2 separate regions of the Gasterosteus aculeatus genome follow, and region 1 is linked to region 2. A link is a contact called in public Hi-C data. All regions are on one chromosome and are shown on one strand. Each heading gives the region's core, a stretch centred on a gene start, on an enhancer-like site or on the middle of the called end of the contact. The rest is flanking DNA. Distances are from core to core; before and after follow the strand shown. Region 1 has its middle 14 kb from the start of b4galt6. Region 2 holds the start of LOC120824320 (desmoglein-2-like protein).

The links. A called contact is a pair of places that touch in the nucleus more often than the background predicts.
Region 1: a contact with region 2 is called in a Hi-C map of skeletal muscle, with 2.3 times the contacts expected there. The contact joins the enhancer-like site here to the promoter of LOC120824320 in region 2. A contact is called at or near these places in 3 of 6 Hi-C or Micro-C datasets (skeletal muscle, tail fin and whole body).

What each region holds. Positions count from the first base shown.
Region 1 is chr8:448,080-451,911 of fGasAcu3.hap1.1, reverse strand. No RefSeq gene overlaps it. Among protein-coding and RNA genes, the nearest start is that of b4galt6, 14 kb to the right of the region's middle. Within about 2 kb of position 2,576, at least 3 of the 9 cell types and tissues checked have open chromatin away from gene starts, as enhancers often do.
Region 2 is chr8:396,537-400,158 of fGasAcu3.hap1.1, reverse strand. It overlaps LOC120824320 (desmoglein-2-like protein), which reads right to left and starts at 2,089. Exons shown (of 14, transcript XM_078107514.1): 1 at 1,927-2,089; 2 at 682-807. The coding sequence starts at 1,989.

The DNA.
Region 1 (3,832 bases), core at 1,327-3,826, 51 kb before region 2:
CCGTTATACGGTGGGAGACGGACCCTCATGTCACTCCACACGGTCAAAGACGGTTTCCCTCTCAGGCCTCTGCTGTGTCTTCTTGTCTTTAAAGCCTTTCCTTGGGCTCCAACTTCAGCCTCCCAACAGTCCTCTAGGTGGCGTACACAGACCTGTGGCCATATGACTCGTCTCACACACACAAACATGAAATATAGCTCAATATGGCTCCTACATTCCCAATAGTCTATTTTCTTCATTTCATAGCTTTAGCTCATGTTGAGATTAGTTTTTGTCTTCGAGCTTTCATCCAATCATATTTCAGCCACCATGTGTTGCCGGGCGGGATTTTTTAAACCCACAATGGTGGAGAAGAGATTTGCTAGCAGATATACTTCTACACCATTTTCAAGAGACCTGAGAAAAGCTGGGTGATTCATGTGAAGAAATGAGACAAATATTTACGCCTGTTTCCCAGAATTTGGCAATGAAGTGTTTATTATCTTTTCACAAGAAAAAGAACTTTACAAAGTAACAATTCAACACCAGACTCAAACTCTTTTTATACTGTTACCAAATAATGGAGAAGTCTGACAATGGCGCCCATTGGTGGGGGTGCTACATTAACATGTCCACGGGTTTGGCTCTCAGTGTGGAGCGACTCATGAAGAATGAGACAAGGACGTACAGGGAATCAGAAAACTGGTCCTTCCTCAGGACAGATGTGTCCAACAACCATGGAGGGGGTGGAATGGGTGATTCATTTAGTTTGGGTCTTTCTTTTAGCTCTGGGAATCGCCACCACTAAATATGTTCTGAAAATCTGAGGCCTTAGCAGGAGCTCCACTTCCTGAGGCTCTCACCTCGTGGCCTCCATCTTGTTCCGTTACAATGATCAGTGAGAGCCGGACTAAGAACGGAATTGGAGGCTGATGGTTCAAAAGAGTTTGGTACCAAAACATGTCGACAAGTATTCTTTTCACAAACATTTATTTTTGCTTTGTGACCAAACTATGTTGAGTAAGACACTTCGTCACCAATGAAAAGGCAACCGTGTGTCTAAATCATATCCAAAACCTTTGGGACTACTCGGCTTGTCACCCAAAGAGGCTCTGGTAGCAGTTCTGGAGCTTTTCAGCGGTGTCACATGATCTCCTGCAGTGTTGATCAGGGTCAAGTCCACCCTGCTCACAGTTAAGATGAGGAACCCAAAGCTCTACTAAAGGACATCGCTGTGTAACGGCTCTGCCAATTCATTTAAACCCATCTAGGGCATTTCCATGACTCCAGATCTAGTTGTAGCTTGCCTAATACAGCCATACCGTAACAGATGATCCACCCCCCCATGAACAAACGCCCCGTGTGAATGCAGTGAATACACTTCTAACCCATCTTTTCATTGTCTGGATATACACTACCTCAACCACCCAGCACCAACATCAATACTTATGCCGGCAGCCCAGCACACAGCGATTTATCAGTCAAGTTCTAATCAATGAGTCCAGAAAAAAAAAAAGAGAACCTCACACAATGGTGTAATACTGTATGTGATGTAAAGCAGTGGAGGCCAGATGATGTGTATCAGGCTGTCACTGACCATCATGCACACTCGATGGAGTCACTCCGTTCTGTCCATTCGTCGGTCTGTGTGGGGGTCGTGCACACTGAAGAAGACAGACGACGGGAGAGGGGCTTGTATTTTCAGTGATGTGGTTTTTCTTGAAATGAACCCTGGATTCTGCCCCAGCAGCCACTAGCGGCGATGGTGCAGCCGTATGCATCATCAGATCAGTGAGCTTCTCGTTTGATGTGACGGGTCTAATCTCCTCAGTCACAATGTAAAGTAAAAAAAGAAAAGAAAAGAAAAGAACTCAAGGCACAAACTAATACTGCAGAATGGAATACGGTTCTTAAAGGCTCTGACTTCAGATATTGCTGTGAGGAAAAGCGACCGCCGCTCATTACCAACCATTTAGAGTTTAGCGCTCGTCTTCTGGACCCGAGTTGGGACCATTTCCCACCTCATGCTGGGAAGCAGCTCACGGACGCCTTTTATTTCCTTTGCAACACAAAAACTGGTTGTGGAGCCACGATGATTGACAGCTGTGCTGAGCCATGAGCGCATCGTCGGTTTCATGCTGATTTGGGAATTCTAAAACACTGCAAATAACGTCACACTGTCAACATTAGGCACCCAGAATGCACCTGTTTAAAAACACCTGTGCACCAATGAGGTCACTGGCAGGGCAGCGCTTTGGCACTAAAATAGTCTAGTGCATGTGCTCCGATACAGTAGGTTGTCTGTTTACTGCATGCTACAGATGAAAATGCCCAAAGTGTAATAATATCTCAGGTTGATCTGTAGGATGATGGCGTTTGTTTGTTCAGAACTTGGCTTTCACCCAAAAAAGAAAAGCTGTAAGGAGATGAAAATGGACGTTCAACAAATGAGCGATACTTGAATATTTGTGGCTTCACTGACCACCGGCAGGCTGAACGGTGACCTCTCAGCAACAGGACAGCAAGGCCAACCGGGACCAGGGAGACCAACAGCCCAGTCCTCCACACGGGGAGCGGTAACGTCATCAACATGTCGAGCTCTAAACACAGGTTGCCATGACGATAGCTGCTGCGAGAAGGGACGAGGTCTGGCTACACCCACCAGGCTTCAAGAGCTGTGGCTGTACGGACCATTTACAGTCAGTCAGTCACCCCCCAATGCAGTACCTTTGACCCCCCCCCCCACACACACACACACACACACACACACACACACACACACACACACACACACACACACACACACACACACACACACACACACACACACACACACACACACACACACACACACACACACACACACACACACACACACACACACACACACACACCTGCAAGAAGGTTCAGTCCCAACGCCACCCATCGCACAAGCAGGACCATGTAGCCCCCCATGTGATGTGATGAATGGACCTCATAGGGGGTACTGAAAACAGAGGACAGAGCCAGCGAGGCTCCCTCAGTGGGCTGCTTTGGAGCCGGACCCCTGCAGCAAAGCCTTTAGTTCTGTGGTTCTTGCATGTCTTTGGACACCGAAGCCTCACAGTGAAATGAAGGACCAATAAGGGCACAGCGTTTGGGCCTCTGATGGATGACAGTCTGGGTCGGAGACGGTCAAAGGACAGCGTCCACACACAACTACTTCATACCAAAGTCAAAAGCCCGGAGGTCCAAACAGTGAACACCAGAACGCCTGGTTCTGCTTCCTTACAGCGTGCGCCATTCAAGAACAGCAGTTCTCTCATTCTGGCTCTAGAAATGAAAAGATTACCGTCCAGACTCACAGCATCGTCAGTGCACGGCTTCATCACATGATCACCACTAAATCAAAACAATGATCTGACAATAAAAAACCCAGTTTCCTCCTGAGGAGCAGCGCCACTCGTTTCACACGGTGCACCTCAAAAGAAAAGTACAAGGTCCACACACATAACCCATGAAGCGACAACAAAATCTGGTAAACAAAATAAATTAAGGCATGCAAAAGATAACTTCAAATCTCAAGATTTGGATAATTCTAGTCTTTTTCATACATATATGTATGTATATATGTTTTGTTAGACTGTCTTCCAGTTAGGAGGGAACCACTCACTCTTATTAAATCCTTAGAACAAAAGGTAGCTGCCAAAATAAAAACCAACCCACTGGAACATCACTGTTAAACGCCCCGAGCACATTAGCAAGGCCCATATTTACATATTCGTGTTCTGTGACCGAGGCAGATATTTACATACATGTTCATGCGGATTCAGCAGCAGTGCAGCAAAAAACAAGCAGCGAACACAAACAGGAG
Region 2 (3,622 bases), core at 840-3,339:
GCTTATTCTGCAATGCGTAATAATTTTCTGTTCACTCAACTGGAAAAGTGATCCTTGTGGCAAAAATCCTTTCTATTTGTCTCTTTGGCCTATGATGCCGTCTGGCTCAGATTACTGCCGTCATTTCACCAGGAAGAATATGGGAGGAAACACGCATTCTGGTTCACAAATACTTTTAAGAAGCGAAGAATTTTCACCGCAAAACGGAGGCATGCTTTCACATGCAGCTTCTGTACATACCACGGAATACATGATTCACGCACTTTATGCATCCCCTCCCATCTGTTTATGGGAAACTTGACCCTCCTATTAATGCATATGCATGACACTGAGTGCAATTTGCCTTTTTCGTTCCCACGACAGGTAGACTGCGCTTTAAACCTCACTGCGGCTTGTTTGTACATACCTCGCCATGCTTTTACGCACATATTGCAAATCAAATTTGCATGACGTGGGCGCAAAAGCGTTATCTCATAAGGCCCTGTATATCTGATTTTAGCCCAGGAACATATTCCCTCAGTGATACAACTGAAGACGAGAACTCACTGAGATAGCTGTCAAACAGGTTTAGTGCTGCAGGGTTATTGGCAGACCAGCCAATGGAATGAAATTACTTGACACATTCTGGAGCCGACATAGGCAAGTTAAGAGAAAAGGTTTAAATGACAAACGCCCAATGACCTTGGCAATAAAATCCTTGCCGGTGTAGTCAATGTTCTCCCACAGCTTGCTAGGAGGAAGGATCCACTCTCTCTTTATCCTCCTAAGCGTCCTTGGCGTGTTTTCTCTCGCCTCAGCACTCAGCATCTGAAAGCAAACAGGTTTTTCATAGTTCTGAGAACCCCCTTTATTATTTAACAATTATATTTATCAGAACACTGTTTCTAGGGATCATCTATTTTAGGGGAGGAACTCTCCCAGGTCCCAGGAACCATGAAGGACTTAAGGAGTTGACTTTCCTACACGTGAAAGATACGGCACTATATACAGTGATTTTAAATAACCATTGTATTTTAAATAATAATAATCATTCTTTGATTTAATTAATTTAGTTAACTTTGTTAACATTTTTCAATATACAGTACCAGTGTTGAGATGTGGACCGAACGTTAGTAACCATATTTGCATACATTTTATTTAAGAGCAGCCATTTATCCAATTTCATCATGTGTGTTACAAAATGAATATATTCATATTTTAAATATCACCATTATTGCCAATACAATGCTATCTTTGAAAGATCTTTAATGCAGACGTTATAAAGTAACTAATACACTGAATGATTAGATATAGTCATGTTTGTTGGAACATTCCTGAAGGGTGACATTTATTTACTTAGAAGGTGGGTTTCACGTCAGACATGCGCCTGTTGGACTATTGGCCAATCCCTGGAGTAAATTATGAAAATAATGATATAGATTTTTGTTTGTTTCTTTTAGGTCACTCGGTTACTCATGACAGTAACGGTAAAAGTATAAAAAAAGACAGATTTGCAACCCCTGCCACCGCAGACACTAACTTGACAGCCAAAATGAACAGCCGGAAATCCAATAACGCTAACTTTATAATTTACACCAAGGATCTGAAGAAAAGAAAATCCCGTCCAGCAGAAGATTGACTCACAAAAAGGTTTCTTCCCATCTTAAATTGTTCCTACATCAAGGCCTGCCAGTGGTGAAATTACTGTCAGATTCATCAAGAACTTTGGTTGTGAAGTTGTGACAAAATCATAATTCTATATGATGTTGGATCGATATACTTTAATGAACCTAATCTTTCACGTGTCAGGTTAGTACCATTTTGCTCCGTACCAAAGACTGCACCCATTAAATGATGCCCACTTAAATGATGAACAAATGAACAAAATCTTACAATATGTTCTAGTGAGCCAAAAGGAAATTAAGTAGTCTTATGGCAAATACTCACCAAGGCCAGTACTAGCAGAAGCAGCAGGGCCACTTCTGTGAGGGAGAGTTTAGCCATGTTCATGGAAGCCTGTCCTTTCTATGTGCTGAAAGCCCCACTGCAGACAGCTGTCAGGTGTGTTCAAGTCTAGTTTGTCCTATGTCAGCTTCCTCCCCCTCCCTCCATACCTAAAACCAGTCAGTCCTCCCTCTCCTAGCATCATGCATGTTTTCATGATCTCAACTGTCACATGTGTGCATGTTTCTTAAAGGTGTGCCTGATTACTGCCTTATGGCTTTTAAAGGTTGAACTAATGCTTCAGAGACTGGATGAAGCTAACAAAGATAAAAAGGTAGTGCCATGTAAAAACACTCGGTCATGAGAAAACCTACCACTTTTTTCAGAAAATATGTATTTTTTCGCTGAAGTTATGGTTAAGGTTTAGAGAGGAGAGGTTTTTTATTTTTTCACAATGAGTGCGTTCAGTCTGTGCATGGCTACTTTAATTTCTCTCTTGGAAAACGCTCCTTCACTAAGAGGCACGTTGGGTTCTGGGTCATCGGATGATCAAAATGTTTGTGTCAATGTTCATAATCTCCAAAGATGGCAGTCTACATTCAAGGTTAACTGCCAGCAATTGTTTTTTGCCGGAAGCCCCCCACCTTTTTATTTATGCCTGCTGCCATAAAAACCTTTGATATTTGTATGTTGTCAAATAAGTCTTTTGCTTGCAAGTATAATAATACATAAATACGCTGTTTTTCTACAGTAGTAAGAATTTTTCACTCTTTGGAACATTAGGCCGACCGTAACATACTGACATAGTAGGCCAGGAAGACCTTGTACGTTTAATAACTAATGAGGTGGCGCTGCCCATGTCCACGACAATGCACTCTTCTGAACGGTTTGTGTTTTTAGCTTTAGGGGGTTGCATTTGTATTGTAGAGGCTAAGCCTACGCTTTAAGCCACTGAGGCATTTCGTCCGACAGCCCTAATTGACGCGCCGCTGTTCGTCTCGGATGAATGACAGTCCTGTAGCCTTTGTTCTGTTTAGTCCCTTTTCTCCATCCTTCTCATCATACAGTTTACAACCATCCACCCAGCGTGTGTAACGTAGCACTACTCAGCATGTGCGGTCAAAAACTGGCTATTCTGGTTGGAAACACCTGACGAGCCCCCATAGGTTCCTCCCCTATATAGGCTCAACCCGCCCATCAATCAGCTCGTCACATATATCAAATGGCTTACAGGTATAATACATTATAAACATGGATAATTTTTTTGAAAAGAAATAATGGCGAGACATATCGTATCAAAGTTGTATAGTCCCAGTTATAAATGTTGGCCCTCTGTGATTGGGTTTAAACCATTGCTCTAGCCTACTCGACACTTGGATCGTTGTTCGCAAACAAAGCTGTTTTGGAATGCAGGCCAGCACCAAAACGTAAATCCTTCAAAAGGTGGAAAAGCTCAGGGAGAAAAAAGAGGGAAACCACTGACTGGTGACACAACTTGTTTCGTTATGCACCTTCCACCCCCCTACACACAATCACATCCAGCATGCTACACTTTTGATACCACTGATGTTCATACCCCATCGTATGTTCTGTTCATTTCTACAATATAGCTCATATTAATTCTACCCTCGGATTCCAGTTTCTTTATTGTGTGTTCTTTCTCTGATATTCATTCCTTAAGGCTCTGTAGTTCTACGTA